Regions from separate parts of the Sus scrofa genome. Here region 1 is linked to region 2. Evidence: chromatin contacts called from public targeted proximity ligation data. All regions are on one chromosome and are shown on one strand. The core of a region is the stretch at or near the end of the contact, and the rest is flanking DNA. Distances in the headings are between cores, read along the strand shown. Region 1 has its middle 13 kb from the start of PKN2. Region 2 overlaps GTF2B (transcription initiation factor IIB).

What was found.
Region 1: a targeted proximity ligation map of alveolar macrophages shows a contact between it and region 2. A contact is called at or near these places in 16 of 47 Hi-C or Micro-C datasets (alveolar macrophages, brain, embryonic fibroblasts and 8 more) and 2 of 2 datasets of targeted methods (alveolar macrophages and skeletal muscle).

The regions. Positions count from the first base shown.
Region 1 is chr4:127,719,061-127,726,498 of Sscrofa11.1, reverse strand. No RefSeq gene overlaps it. Among named protein-coding and RNA genes, the nearest start is that of PKN2, 13 kb to the right of the region's middle.
Region 2 is chr4:127,541,572-127,549,076 of Sscrofa11.1, reverse strand. GTF2B (transcription initiation factor IIB) reads right to left here. Exons shown (of 7, transcript XM_001929406.6): 3 at 1,048-1,181. Among named protein-coding and RNA genes, the nearest start is that of GTF2B, 23 kb to the right of the region's middle.

The sequences.
Region 1 (7,438 bases), core at 1,934-4,433, 180 kb before region 2:
TCATGTCTTCAGCGAATATGCACTATGTCTTCGTTGGGTAGGTACAAAATTAATAAGGCACGGTCTTCGCTTTCACGAAGCCGTAATGGAGACAGAGAACTAAAAATACAGTTGCGATACAGGAGATCCAGGGACCTCCGGGCAGCATGGTTTGTGTCGGTCTCCTGGTTCCTTCTGGCCCCCTTCCCCACCCCACCTGTCTGAAAGGGCCAATCACACGCGGCCAGGGATGGGCGTGAAACTGTCCCCCGCCAATCAGCGTTCTCCTCGGAGCTTTTCTGCAGGAGTTAGACCCCCGAGGAGGGTCCCTAGGTGGCTTTTGATCGCAAGCTCCAAGTGTGGAGCCTGAGCCATGCAGGTGGTTTCACTGTGTGAGTCAAGTGCCAAATGAGAGGCAGTACTTTTGCCGTCGTATAAAGAGAGCGAATTCAGGAGAGACCAAAGCTAACAGGCCAGGAGGAGCAGAGAGCAAGACCTGAGACGAGGAAGCCTGCTGATGCCTGGGTCAGGTTTGTCAGAAGCTGTCACTTCCCTAGACTGACTAGACTGGCTGCTTATGGGTGGGGTCGGCAGTCCTGGGTTGGGGTGGAGGCTTCACAGTCACTGGGTCCAGGCTCCTCTGCCTTCTGCTCGTAACCCTTAGCCTTTGACTTCCACCCTCATAGAGCAGCGACGCTTTTAGATGCACTTTCTATGCAGTCCCCACTTCTTTCTTCTTTTCTTTTCTTTCTTAAGGGCCGCACCTGCAGCATATGGAAGTTCCCAGGCTAGGGGTCCAGTCGGAGCTGCAGATGCCGTCCTACACCACAGCCACAGCAACGTGAGATCCAAGCCATGTCTGCGACCTACACCACAGCTCATGGCAATAGTGGATCCTTAATCCACTGAGCGAGGCCAGGGATCGAACCGGCATCCTCATGGATACCAGTCGGGTTCATTAGCACTGAGCCACAGTGGGACTCCCCCATCCTTTCTTAAGATATCCCAGACACTGTGCTCTGGGCCAGTGGTCATTATCCTCAAGCTTACAGCATTGTTCTCCTTATGCGCCTCCTACTTTGGTCACGTGCATAACCATGTAACCCCTGTGTGTGCTCTGAGAGTGTGGTCCCTGATCAAAATCGAGAGGGGCATCTAATATTTAAATGCACCCCGACTGAGTTCAAGCAAAAATCTAACCACTCCTTAATTATAAAACTTGTGGAGAGAAAAAAAGACCCACCAACGGCGATGTGTTCCACCTCAGGGTCACGGGGCCGTGGTGTACCTACCTGCCGTGAAGGACAGGGGGGACATGGCAGGGAACTTCTTCCTAGGAAGAGGTGTGCTCTTAAAGTCTGCCGCCAATGCGCTCTGTTTTAGAGAAGGCCTGAGGTCTCCCTAGGACAATATCCTTTTCTTTCTCTTGCATCCTTCTGGGATTTACACAATGGGAAGAAAGAGGGTCCAAATTACTGGTGAATTCACAACACCAAAGCCTATTTCAGTACATTCCTAAGTGCGCCATGGATTTGAATTTCATCCTTTATGTGTAGCAGCAGCAGAATGTTGAAAGTGTAACCCCAAATCCGAGAGACATTACGGCAAAGCTTCGAATGGGACAGAGAGCTGAGACCAGCTGCCAGCACTAAATACGCAGGCGATCTCACTTGTTTAGGTCAAATGCCAAATGGGATAAGTCTGCTGGCCAGCTGGGCTCCTGTGGGAACCTGAGTGCATGTCAGTAGCCTCCTGGGAAAGAAAGTCCCACCTTATGGTCACGAAGACTAGCTTGAAGTTAGGCTTGGGGGTGGGGGTGGGGGGTGAGGACAGAGAACGAGCAACTTCTGAGACCACGGCTCGCTCCTCTAGCAATTCAGAAGGAACAATCAGAGATGTTGCTGCCGGAGAGGTGCTACAGGAGTTGTCATGAGTAGAGAAAAGAAGGAATCCAGGCGTTCAGGTGTAGCTCGTAGCTCCAGATGAAGAAAGAAAGAAAGAAAAAAAAAAACCAGCTAAGAAAAAATGCTGTCGGGGCCTAAAGAATTTGACGGCGATGTTGATAGCAGATCCTAGCTCCAGAAAATGGTGCAGCCAAGTTGGCAGGAATAGCCCATCAAAAACACCTGTGATTGAAGAGCTGCTATGCGCCCGTGACCTATATTGGGGACCATGACTAGGAAAGTGGCCTTAGGGGAAAAATAAAGGGACAGATGTAAGACCCACTAATGAAGTTATAAACAGACAAAACTTGAAAATAAACGGATAATGGGTGAGGTAGGAAGAGAGTACAGAGGTTAATTATCCCTTAAAAACCAATTATCTTAGGGAGTTCCCTTCATGGCTCAGCGGTTAACGAACCCGACTAGGATCCATGAGGATGTGGGTTCCATCCCTGGCCTTGCTCAGTGGGTTAAGGATCCAGCAGTGCTGTGAGCTGTGGTGTAGGCTGCAGAAATGGCTCAGATCCCATGCTGCTGTGGCTGTGGTGTAGGCTGGAAGCTGTAGCTCCAATTGGATCCCTAGCCTGGGAACCTCCATATGCCGCAGGAGTGGCCCTAGAAAAGGCAAAAAGACAAAGAAAAAAAACCAAAACCAAAACCAAAAACAAAACCCTTAAGCTTGCTAACCAATACTGAAGACATACGTTGGTGGTCATGTAACATTTCTCCTTCAATCTACTGCAATATGTTTTTCAAAGAAGAATTTCAAGATTATTTTCGATGATTGTATAGTTTAACTCTTTTCTTAATTGTATAGTTTAAAATTAGATAAATTTAAGTTTCAAGTACAGCATTCAAGAGCTTAGTACACTGTATAATTCAGGGTGTCTTGTGTGAATGTTTAACTGCGTAAAGAACGTTGTGGAAGTCTTTAACTGAATAAGGAAGTAAAATATCATGATTAATGATGACTTGTGAGTATAATTAGAAATGAGTAATTAGGAAAAATACCACAGTACTAAAGAGCATATTCCAAAAGTAGTACGCTAAGGATATGAAAATAAGCCCTTTATATGTGCTTTACAGACAAGAAGAACATATATATGGTATTCTTGCCTATGAAAAAGTCATCATAAAAGAGTTGTAATAGTCTCATGTCCTTTGAGGACAGGCTACGTTTTACTATATGTGATGGCTGGGTTACAGTGAGCACCAAGGCAAAGAGGCAGAAAGAGAAGCTTCACTTCCGTCTCAAGGAGTGAAACTTAGAGCCAGTAGGGGCTCTCTGGAGCAAGGCAAAATTGAATGCTTTATTCAACCTCTAAGCTCTACTGTTGTTCCGTTCTATTTGCCTCCTTGTTCTTTACGATTTTACTCTGTGGCTCAATTAAACAGATGCCAAGACAGTCATACAGAGAAATATAAAAGAGTGTGACACAATCAGGTAAAAAAACGATAACAATAAAATTTAGGGGCAATTTAAACCAAAGGTAGAACTCAAATCTTAAACTGCGTCTCAAATGAAACTGAATTCTCTTTTCTGTAGCTTGGCTAATCATATTGATCAGGTCCACAGGATCATTCAAATTAAGAAGTAAATGGGACCCTAACATATTCCTTTAATTATTAAGAAAACTGAATTTGAATCATATCTAAACAGATTGACAATTGCTGGACAGAGAGTTAAATGTCATCTAATTAACCTAATTCTAATATAGACCTATATCAGTCAATTAGTTTATTTTCAATTTCTGAGTGTAGAGATCAGCGTTCTTCCATTTTTCAACAGAGAATGGAGAACGAACTTAAATTTGACTGAAAAAAAAAAGGTATGGGATTTGACAAAAGGAAGGATTTAAAGATAGTAATTTATGGGGAATAGAGGGATTTTTTTTTTTTCTTTTGGAAACTTTAAGGTTAGAATTGTTCTCTTGGGATGGGTTAGGTACAAATCACCTTAGAACTGTAGATTTTTAAAAGTATATATACAGACCCAAAAAAATCCAAACCCTGAAATAAACTGACGCTATAGCTGTGGGATATTACCCCGTTCTACGTGTCTTTCTTCCCCAATCCACTCAAGTGATTTCTAACCATGTGGGGTAGAGGAGGAGGTGAGTAGGGCAGGGCAGGGGGTCTACGTCAGGGGAAGAAAGGACGATATATTGAAAAACATACTTTGCGGCTTATAGTTGTAACTACCATTTGTCTACAAGCCAGTCTCATCAAAGAGACCCCATCAATGTCACAGCAAGTGTCGAAGGAATGAATATGTAGAAAACCTTGCCGATCACACTTCGCATTTCTCAGGAACGTCCTGTCTTTTCAACCATTAACCCTGCCTGAGACCCAGGATGTTCTGTGTGACCTGTATACCGATGACAAATCAGACCTTCAATACTTTGAGTTAGCTTTGCTTTTCACAAACGTTTTCACAGCTTCTGGCCTCATTTACTTCTCAAAGAAAAACAAATGACTTGAGTGTATTTTTATAGCTAAGAAATTTAAATTCTTGTGGCATTTAAGGGATAAGAGAAGGCCCAAATTTAGATCAACTTTCACTTGGTACCTAGGGCAAGTAAAACAGGTACAAATGAAGGACGAGTCATTCGGAGCTGTCATGACTGGCAGTGTTTGTCTACACCACAAGGCAGTGGGAAGAGAAAAATGCATCAGAAGGTTAATTGTTTTAGAATGACAGTTTAAAAGTGAAATTTTGAGGAATTCCCGTTGTCACTCAGCCATAAGGAACCGAACTAGTTTCTGCGAGGACTCAGGTTGTTCTCGGCTCCCCTCAGTGGGTTAAGGATCCAGCGTTGCCATGAGCTGTGGTGTAGGTCACAGATGCAGCTTGGATCCTATGTTGTTGTGGCTGTGGTGTAGGCCGGCAGCTGCAGCTCCGATTGAACCCCTAGCCTGGGAACTTCCATGTGCCACAGGTGTGGCCCTAAAAAGCAAAACAAACAAACTGAAAATTCGAGGTCATGTAAAATCTGCTAAATAATCAACAGGCTGTAAGAAATCATTTGCTTTATTAGTCTTTTAACTATACTCATATAATGTCAAAGCAAGAAGTTGAAAATGAGAAAATCCAGCTTATCTACTGATTTTTAACATCATACAGTTAAACCAAGTGATGTCTACACAGTGAGCTATAATATATTATAGTCCACAAAACTAAATACCTCTTAAAATACCCACTGAAAGAAGTTAAAAAAAAGAGCATTTATTTTCCCCATTTTAATAAGCCTCTATGTGTCTACATTCCTTTATATTTATTCATATATTGATGGTCATATTATAAACAACTTCAAATTTTAATATGATTTGATCAGTATCAAAGGTAACAATGTAGTTGACTAATGTAACATTTCATTAACTGTTTCAGTACAAAGAATTATTGTTATTATTATTTGTCTTTTTGTCTTTTTAAGGTTGCACCCTAAAAAGGAGGTTCCCAGGCTAGGGGTCCAATCGGAGCTATAGCTGCCAGCCTACACCACAGCTCCCAGCAATGCTGGATCCTTAATCCACTGAATGATGCCAGGGATCGAACCCACAACCTTACGGTTCCTAGTCAGATTTGTTTCTGCTGCGCCACGATGGGAACTCCACAAAGAATTATGTTTGAAAGGTGTTTCAAGTCAGGAAGGCACACATTTCTGGGGTGAATGATAATTACTTCCTCCAAATGCAGAGTTTATCAGTGTAAGAAAAGAATGAAAAAAGGTATTGATAATACGAGTGAGCCCTTTTCCAATACTGAAGACGCATTTACACTAAGACCAACAAAACCGGGAAAATAATTAAAAGCATGTCATATTCTGTTGAGTAAAAATGCTTAAAATATGTTTATACCCAAAATAAGTGGTATCATATCATTCCATCTCCATTACTACCAACTTTAATAAAAACCTAACTTATAAGGTCAGTCGTTTTCATTCTTTACTTTCACGTAGACAGTTCTGAATAGCTTTGCATTCTTAACACGTAAAAAATAGGAAGTGTTTTTCTGTGTAGCAGATGAACTCATGAGAAAACTTTGAATATCCTCTCTGCAGCCCCAATTTCGAGTCAATAGATTAAGTGCCCACATTGTTTGGAAGTAAGTCACAGCTGTCTAAATTGCTTCAGAAATGTTTAGCAGATTGCTGTAGAGCAGGATAACACAGTTTGAACCATAGTTTCTTGAATACATCTTGCTGAGAGCTTATCTCATTCAAATGATGACAGCAGCTGAAGCGTAGTGTTGGAATCATCCACATTTTGTTCTAATAAAGGAGAACTTTAGGAAGCTCTGGTTGTGACAGGCAACAGGATAAAGCAATTGAAATGTGGATCTTATATTTTATACCATTCAAACAGCTTGCTATGCGTGTGTGATGATAAGATACTTTAAAAATTTCATTTGGCGAGAAGCTTACAGTTAAACTGTAAAAGCAATAAACAGATCATGTGAATTACCAGCATATAAAAATAAGTATGCAAATGACTGTCGTACTCTTCCAAAATAGCATCCTTAATAGGAAACCCTTCATAAGAATCTTTATAAAGTGATATATTTTAAAATTCATTTTTATATTTTATAAGGACTTCTAACTAGTAGTCCTTACTTTTAATTAGAAAATACACATCTATTCGGCCATCCCTGAATAAACTATAGGTATGAACATGAAAAATGGGTACATATATATGCGAGTATTACAAAATTTTTAAATCTTTCTCAATTGAACGAGTTCTTTTCAAGCACTTTCTATTCATAATGAGCTTTGCATATACTAAATGCTATGGAGATTATTTTTTCACTCAAAAGGACTAAAATCTACTCAGCAAACATGAGAGTGAACATAGTTGTGTCCTAAGGTGTGTGGTTTATAGATATAACCCCAGTAAATTGTAGGTACTCCATAAATAATGTCAAATAAATGAGTGAATTACATACAAGCTAAACTTCATTTTTAACTGATTAGTTTACAGAATGTAAATTAAATGTTTCAGAAAAATTCTATCCATGGCAAGTTCAAGAAGATTTACCTAAATATCCAGCCTGGAATGTACATTTCAGCTATCTATCAATATGTATATCTGTTCCTCCCCCACCCCTAAAACGAACAAACAAACCACTTTATCATGCTCCCAAATTCTAAATTCAGAAATTTGGACAGGGCCATAACAGGGATTGTTTGTCTCTTCCTGTAATGTCTGTGGCCTTAAATAAGATGATTTTAACAGCTGATGACTTGAACAAAGACGGGCAAAATAGCTGAGACCTGAAGATCTGTCCCCAAGATGGCTTCTTCACTCTCCTGTCTGGTGTCTGGGCTGGGACGTCTGGAAGGCTGGGCTTAGCTGGGGTCATTGACCAGAACGTCTTCATGTAGCCTCCATGAGGCTCGGGCTGCTTGCAGAATGGTACCTGGGTTCTAAGAAAGCTCATACAGGAAGGCATGGTCTAAGAGAGTAATTGTTTTAACATATTACTCATAACTTCCTACAGAGTGTGAAAGAATTTATTT
Region 2 (7,505 bases), core at 3,312-5,811:
CAAAACAGCAGCAGGCATCATTTACCAAACACATACCACACACCACATGTGCTATAGAAACTTTATACACCTTCCCGTGTAACCCTCAATATTCTCACTTTCCTGAAGAGGCACGTGAAGCTTAGAAAAGTCATAAATTCACCGATATTAGAATGTAGTCTAGGAGTTCCCACTGTTGCTCAGCAGGTGAAGAACCCAACTAGTAGCCATGAGGATGCAAGCTCGATCCCTGGACTCACTCAGCAGGTTAAGGATCCAGCCTCACTATGAGCTGCAGTGTAGGTCTCGGCTGGGGCTCAGTTCCTGCATTGCTGTGGCTGTGGTGTAGCTGCAGCTCCAAATGGACCCTGGGACCTTCCAAATGCTGCAAGTGTGGCCCGAAAAAGACAAAAAAGAATGTAGTCTATGCTGAAATCCAACTTACCTTGGGTGGCAGAGAGGGAGAAAGACATTCCTAATATTAAATGAATACGTCAATATGAACTCAAAGACCAAATTACACTCAAATTTTCTTGTGCAAAATTGCCTCACGAAAACAAGAGCCTGAGGTAGAGAGTCTGTAACTTCAATCTGTGGGTCTTCCATTTAAGATGAAGAAATGCGTAAAGCGGAGTTCCCGTCGTGGCTCAGTGGTTAATGAATCCGACTAGGAACCATGAGGCGGTGGATTCGATCCCTGGCCTCGCTCTGTGGGTTAAGGATCCGGCGTTGCCGTGAGCTGTGGTGTAGGCTGCAGATGCGGCTCGGATCCCACGTTGTTGTGGCTGTGGCGTGGGCCGGTGGCTACAGCTCTGATTCAACCCCTAGCCTGGGAACCTCCATATTCCACGGGAGCCGCCCTAGAAAAGGCAAAAAGACTGAAAAGAAAAAAAAAAAAGGAAAAAAGAAACACGTAAAGCAACCATCATTCTCAATGGCATTACGGGCAAATCCTATTCTCAGTCAGGACTCTTCACTGAGGCAGTACCTGACACTTCTGCAGAGTTCCCAAACCCCCAAGCCTTTGGTCAGTCTGCATTCAGCATTTCCTGCCAAGTGGATTTTTACCTTGCCAATCATAGTGGACAAATCTCCATCACTCAGAAGAGGATTCTGAGAATCTCCAACTCGAGATGGATCTTTTGTTGCTTTATCATTGCTGAAAGTTCTCCACTCAGATCCCACATCGATAACCCGGTCACCTGAGGATATGAACGCAAATCTAAATTGTTGGGTCAAGATTTATTCCACGCTAATGCCCAGCTCACCCCTTTTATTCCCAGGAAATCTCAACGGGAACAGCTAGGCCTCAGCTGAAGTACCATGTCTCGGGACATGTGTCCTAAAGCATTCCTTTAACTACTGCGCCAACCCAGTAATAACGCTCGTTAGGCATTGTGCCATGATGTCATATTCTAACTCCTGAAATAAAAAATTAGTCAAACACAAATAGCAAAATAAAGCTATTCTTATGTGATGCAAAGATAAAGTAATGTAAGGACGAAGAAACAAAATTTGCACAAAATGTTCAACAGGCATGAAAAAAACAGAAAACACCGTTCACAATGGTATTAATGCACATAATTTAACATGTAGAACAATTACGAAGCTTTCACAGGCAATGCTCTGCAAAGGACTAAGCCTAAACGTGTGTGTAACTATTTGCGGAAAAAATACATTGGGCCAAATAATTTGTACAGAGTAAACCTGAAGCCTAGAATCAGTAAGCAGAAAGGCTGGGACACTTTTCCTTTTAGGCAAAGAAGCAGTGGCTAAATACGTCATTCCAAGAAACCAGGCCTGGATAGGTGTGTGGATCAGAGCTCTGGGGGATGTAGAGAGGCTGGTAACACCTCCACTGGGGACAAGAGTTAACACTCAACACACGCAAACGCCAGTCACTGTGCCCTTCGTAAACGTTCTCTCTTAATCCCCAAGGCTTGTAGAGGCAGGTGCCACTTTTACTGACATGTTACTAACACAGCTAGAACCAAAGCGCGAATGGGATTCAAGAGTCTGTTCTATGCTGTGTTTGGAAGACGTGAGCTTTTCCACCAGTGTGCTGAAGATGAAAGCAGGAGCCAGGCCAAGTTCACCCTTGCCTACAGTCAGCAGAGAGAAAGGAGAAAGGACTGGCAGAGCTCAGTAGCCAGTAGCTGAAAGAAGGCTGGTACTGACAGTCAATTAATGTCATGGTTAACAGTGTGGACCTACCAGTCGCTCCTTAGCCCTGGACAGGTTTCAGTTCTATGCCTTCACCTCCTCTGCTTTAAATTTCCTCAACAACCTCATCTTAAAGATTGTACAGATTAAATAAGCTGACACAGGTATAGAACACAGGAAGCGCTTAAAAAGCAGTTCAAGGAGGTCCTGCTGTAGCACAGGGGCTTAAGAATCTGGCTGAAGCAGCTCAGGTCACTGTGGAGGTGCGGGTTCAATCCCTGGCCCGACCCAATGAATTAAAGGATCTGGTGTTGCCGCAGCTGCGGTGTAGGTCACACCTGCGGCTCAGATTTAATCCCTGGCGGGGGAACTTCCATATGCCGTAAGTGTGGCCATAAAATAAAAAAAAAAAAAATTAAAAAAAAAAAAGTTCAAACTGAGTTGCTTGGTGTAGCTATTTATTGCTGCGAAAATAAAAACGAGACAATAATATCCTGACATTTTGACATTCATTCTGGGTAAGAGCACCAATTATAACGCTAATCTCCACAAGACTTTGAAAGTATCACAGTGCCTTCCTGAAGGTTGCCTGACCAGTGGAACAGCAGAGGAGGGAGAACAGAAGCAAGGACCTCCGTGGGAACTGCGCTGAGTCTTCTAGACTATTGACGTACGGTATTTATTAACTACAAAGCTCATCAAGAGAATACAGTGATCACAGTAAGGTCTTAGGGTTCTAGCTGAGAAAGCAAGTGAACAAGGGCACCACTCATTCAGACAGTTTGGGGAAATGTCATTTTTCTCCGAACACTCAAATCTCACTTGGACCATCCCGAGCCCATGCCACTGGGACAGAGACAGGGTCCCCATTTGCCACACCTTCTGCAACTCGAACGGCCAAGGAAAGCAGGAAAAATTACACGGATGGGATGGTCAGGACGGATCGCTCTGCTTCCTCCTCATACGAACACCACTAAACCTGGGAAGTAACTTAAGTACGTAAACCAATGATGATTTTTCAAACTTACTTGAAAGTAACATAAAATCTGTACTTGCAGGAGGAAAAAAAAGTCCAGGAATTCCCTGGTGGCCTGGGGGTTAAGGATCCGACACTGTCACTGCTCTGGCCTGAGTCCCTGCTGTGAGTTTGATCACTGGCCCAGGAACTTCCACATGCAGCAGGTACAGTCAAAAAAGAAAAAGAAAAGTGAATCTAACTTTCCTAGTAAAAAAAAAAACAAAACACAAACATGCACAGAACAAAAAACTACTGTGGCCTTCAAATCTAAAGTTACTTGACAAATTTTAAGTTAAAAAAAATCAAAGGTCATCATTAATTTTTTTTTTTTTTTTTTTTTGTCTTTTGTCTTTTGTCTTTTTGTCTGTTGTTGTTGTTGTTGCTGTTGTTGCCATTTCTTGGGCCGCTCCCGCGGCACATGGAGGTTCCCAGGCTAGGGGTTGAATCGGAGCTATAGCCACCGGCCTACGCCAGAGCCACAGCAACTCGGGATCCGAGCCGCGTCTGCGACCTACACCACAGCTCACGGCAACGCTGGATCGTTAAGCCACTGAGCAAGGGCAGGGACCGAACCCGCGACCTCATGGTTCCTAGTCGGATTCGTTAACCACTGTGCCACGACGGGAACTCCAACTTTAATATTTTAATTAACATAATAAATGTACTAAGATAATACTTTATCTTATTAACTCGCTTTTTTTTTTTTTTAAGCCTTCTCCATGGCATTCAGAAGTTCCCAGGCCAGGGATCGAACTTGAGTCACAGCAGTATAAAGCTGAATTCTTAGTAGCCAGGCCACCAGGGAACTCCCTAAGTCACATCTTTAAAGTCTCCCCAGAACTATAAAGACACAGTTTCGGTTAGTCAAGGTGCTTCATTTCATAGCATTTTCCTTTTGGCTCAAAAGTAACTTACTCCAAATTTCTTTTAGTGCTTGCTTTGTACTGCCTCAAAAAGATCAGTTGGACTAGGGGGAGAAAAAAAAAAAGCTGGCCTAGTATAGAATAAACAGAAAACCCAGAACTGGGTAATGATGTAATTTTTCCACATACGTGGGAATGATTTACATGACTCATTCAACAATATGTGGCTTGTGCTGAGAACCATTCCTTTTTTTTTTTACACTTTACTGCTCAAAACATGGCATTTTTTATAAGATATAAAATTTCCAAAATAACTCAAGTAGCACATCACGATGTTACAACTAGACTATCATATTAAGGGCATGAGTAAGATGGAAGAGGGCAGATGGCTCAGAAAAAAAGCCAGAATGTATAATGGATTTTCTGGAAGAAAATCTAAATGATGTAGCCTTTTTAAAAGCTGCTCCGGTCAAGGAGGAAGTGTACAGGGCGGCTGTAACGTGGGGTATAACCAGCCTTGACGAGGAAGCAGTCTGCCAATCGCTGTGTGGGCACACACGCACGACCTCACATGGTCCCAGAAACAAGCTGTCTTTTACCAGCTCCCGGGCCAGGGATCAAACCCATGAAGCAGCAGCGACCTGAGCCACTGCAGTGACAATGCTGGATCCTGAACCGGCTGTGCCACAAGGGAACTTGCCAATTCTTAACCACATGCTGACTTTCGTAAAATTAACACCAGGGAGCAAGTCTCTATGTATCTTTAATAGCACTATTATAATGTACATGCCAGCACTACTCCTTCCATCTAGACGGTACAATCTCTGACACTCCGATCAAGTTCCCCATCCAAAAAGGTAAACAGGAGTTCCCGTCATGGCTCAGTGGTTAACAAATCCAATTAGGAACCATGAGGTTGCGGGTTCAATCCCTGGCCTCACTCAGTGGGTTAAGGATCCTACGCTGCCGTGAGCTGTGGTGTAGGTCGCAGACTCGGCTCGGATCCCGAGTTGCTGTGGCTCTGGTGTAGGCCGGTGGCTACAGCTCTCATTAGACCCCTAGCCAGGGAACCTCCATATACCGCGGGAGCGGCCCCACACAAAATAAAAAAACCAAAAAGGTAAACAGTCAACACATGTTATTTAGCTACTACACACACACACACACACACACACACACACACACACACACACTTCTTAATCCATGAATCGAGGTGGTATCTCTAGTATTTACTAAGACATTTTACCATATTCTAAAACGAAGAGTTCCATCTCTTTAATTTTTGAGAATGAATCGAGGGAGTTCCCGTCGTGGCGCAGTGGTTAACGAATCCGACTAGGAACCATGAGGTTGTGGGTTCGGTCCCTGCCCTTGCTCAGTGGGTTAACGATCCGGCGTTGCCGTGAGCTGCGGTGTAGGTTGCAGACGCGGCTCGGATCCCGCGTTGCTGTGGCTCTGGCGTAGGCTGGTGGCTACAGCTCCGATTGGACCCCTAGCCTGGGAACCTCCATATGCCGTGGGAGCGGCCCAAGAAATAGTAAAAAGACAAAAAAAAAAAAAAAAAAAAAAGAATGAATTGAGAATAACTGCCCAAATTATTTACACTGGTTTACAATGGTCCAACTCCTCTGGCACCTACCTACCTTGGGATGTGGAAATTCCACCTAAGTATCTGCCTACAAAAGTCTCATACGAGAATGTGCACAGCAGCATTATTCATCTCATGTGAGCTAAACACTGGAGACAACCCAAACATCCCCTGGGACTGTGTTACATGTCCCATGTAACACCGGGAAAACGTACTACGGAATACCCCTCAGCAAATAAATGAATACATGCAGGGACCTAAATGCATTTCAGCCAAAAAAGATCAGTCACACATACACAAAAATACTATATACAAGAAAATACTATTTATAGGAAGTTCAAAAACAAGCAAAATAATTTATGATGTACAGTGGTTGCTCCTGGGTTGGGGGGAGAGGTGACCTAGGACTAAAAAGAGGCATTAAGGGGACTTCTGAAGTGAGAGAAATGGGCTAAACATCTTGATTAGTGTGCTAGTTACGCCAGTATATGCAATGTCAGAATTCATTACCTGCAAGCTATATCTTAATTAAAAATTAAAATTCGCTCCCATCAAAATACTACTGACTTCTGGAGTTCCCGTCGTGGCACAGAGCAAATGAATTCGACTAGTATCCATGAGGATGCAGGTTCAATCCCTGGCCTCAATCAGTGGGTTAAAGATCCAGTGTTGTCGTGACCTGGGGTATAAGTGGCAGATGTGGCTTGGATCTGGTATTGCTGTGGCTGTAGTGTAGGCTGGCAGTTACAGCTCTGATTTGACCCCGAGCCTGGGAACTTCCACATGCCATGGCCCTAAAAACCAAAAAAAAAAACAAAGAAAAAAAAATTTCTCTTGTTTTTGAATGAAACCGCATCAAACCCATGCATTTTGGAGGGAGTGACAGAGCATTACTCTAATTCCGAGCATCCCCCAGAAGAAGTTAAGTGTTGAGGTGATTAAACTGTCTTGACATCACCGTGTTTCCTACGTATCAGCTTCTTAGATCATAAGCGCTAACCACAGGTGTGGGTTATTCTCCTTCCAGTAGTTACGTGTTAAGATAAACGGAGTTATTTGGGGGAAAGAGTTCCAGAAGTTAGGCGGCCTATAACCAAGCTTTCTTATTCATACTACATGTCTACAGGGGACGGGACTGCCCTCTACGCCATCTTTACTCAAGACAGTGAAACTCCCAGCACCCGAGACATGCCAGTCACCCTGCTGGAGAAACGGGGACCCAAACCACGCGCTGACCTGAAGGTTTCTAACATTTCCACTCGCAAGCTGCCGGCCAAAGCCCGTCATGGACTGATGCTGAAGTTCAGAAGGAGAGGAGACATACAACCACGTGGCCCAAGGGAGAAGAACCACAAACACCAGTCAATAGTCATCAACACTGTTCCACACGACAATGAGCAAACGGGGAGCTCCTCAGCGGTGGCTCAGCAGTTAAAGAACCCAACTGATATCCATGAGGAAGTGGGTTTGATCCCTGGCCTTGCTTCGCGGGTTAAGGATCCGGCGTTGCCGTGAGCTGTGGTGTAGGTTGCAGATGCTGCTCGGACCCTGAGTTGCTGAGGCTGTTCCCTAGCCTGGGAACCTCCATATGACTTGGGCACAGCCCTAAAAAGACAAAACAAATACAAAGACAATTAGCAAATGGAATTCTGCTCTGTATTTTTGTGGATTTATGTATAAATTTGCTTTTAAAAAAGACTGTACTATGATTTCCTTTCTGTGTCACACAACAAATAAGAGTCAGGATTAACTTCACTGTATTAGCATTTGTCAGAGAAGTAACCTGTCAGGGTTAACTTCACTGTGTTAGCATTTGTCAGAGAAGTAACCTGTCAATAACACTTTAGGTCCCTTCAAAGTAACATTTCTACTGGAGGTTGCTTGCAAACTTCTA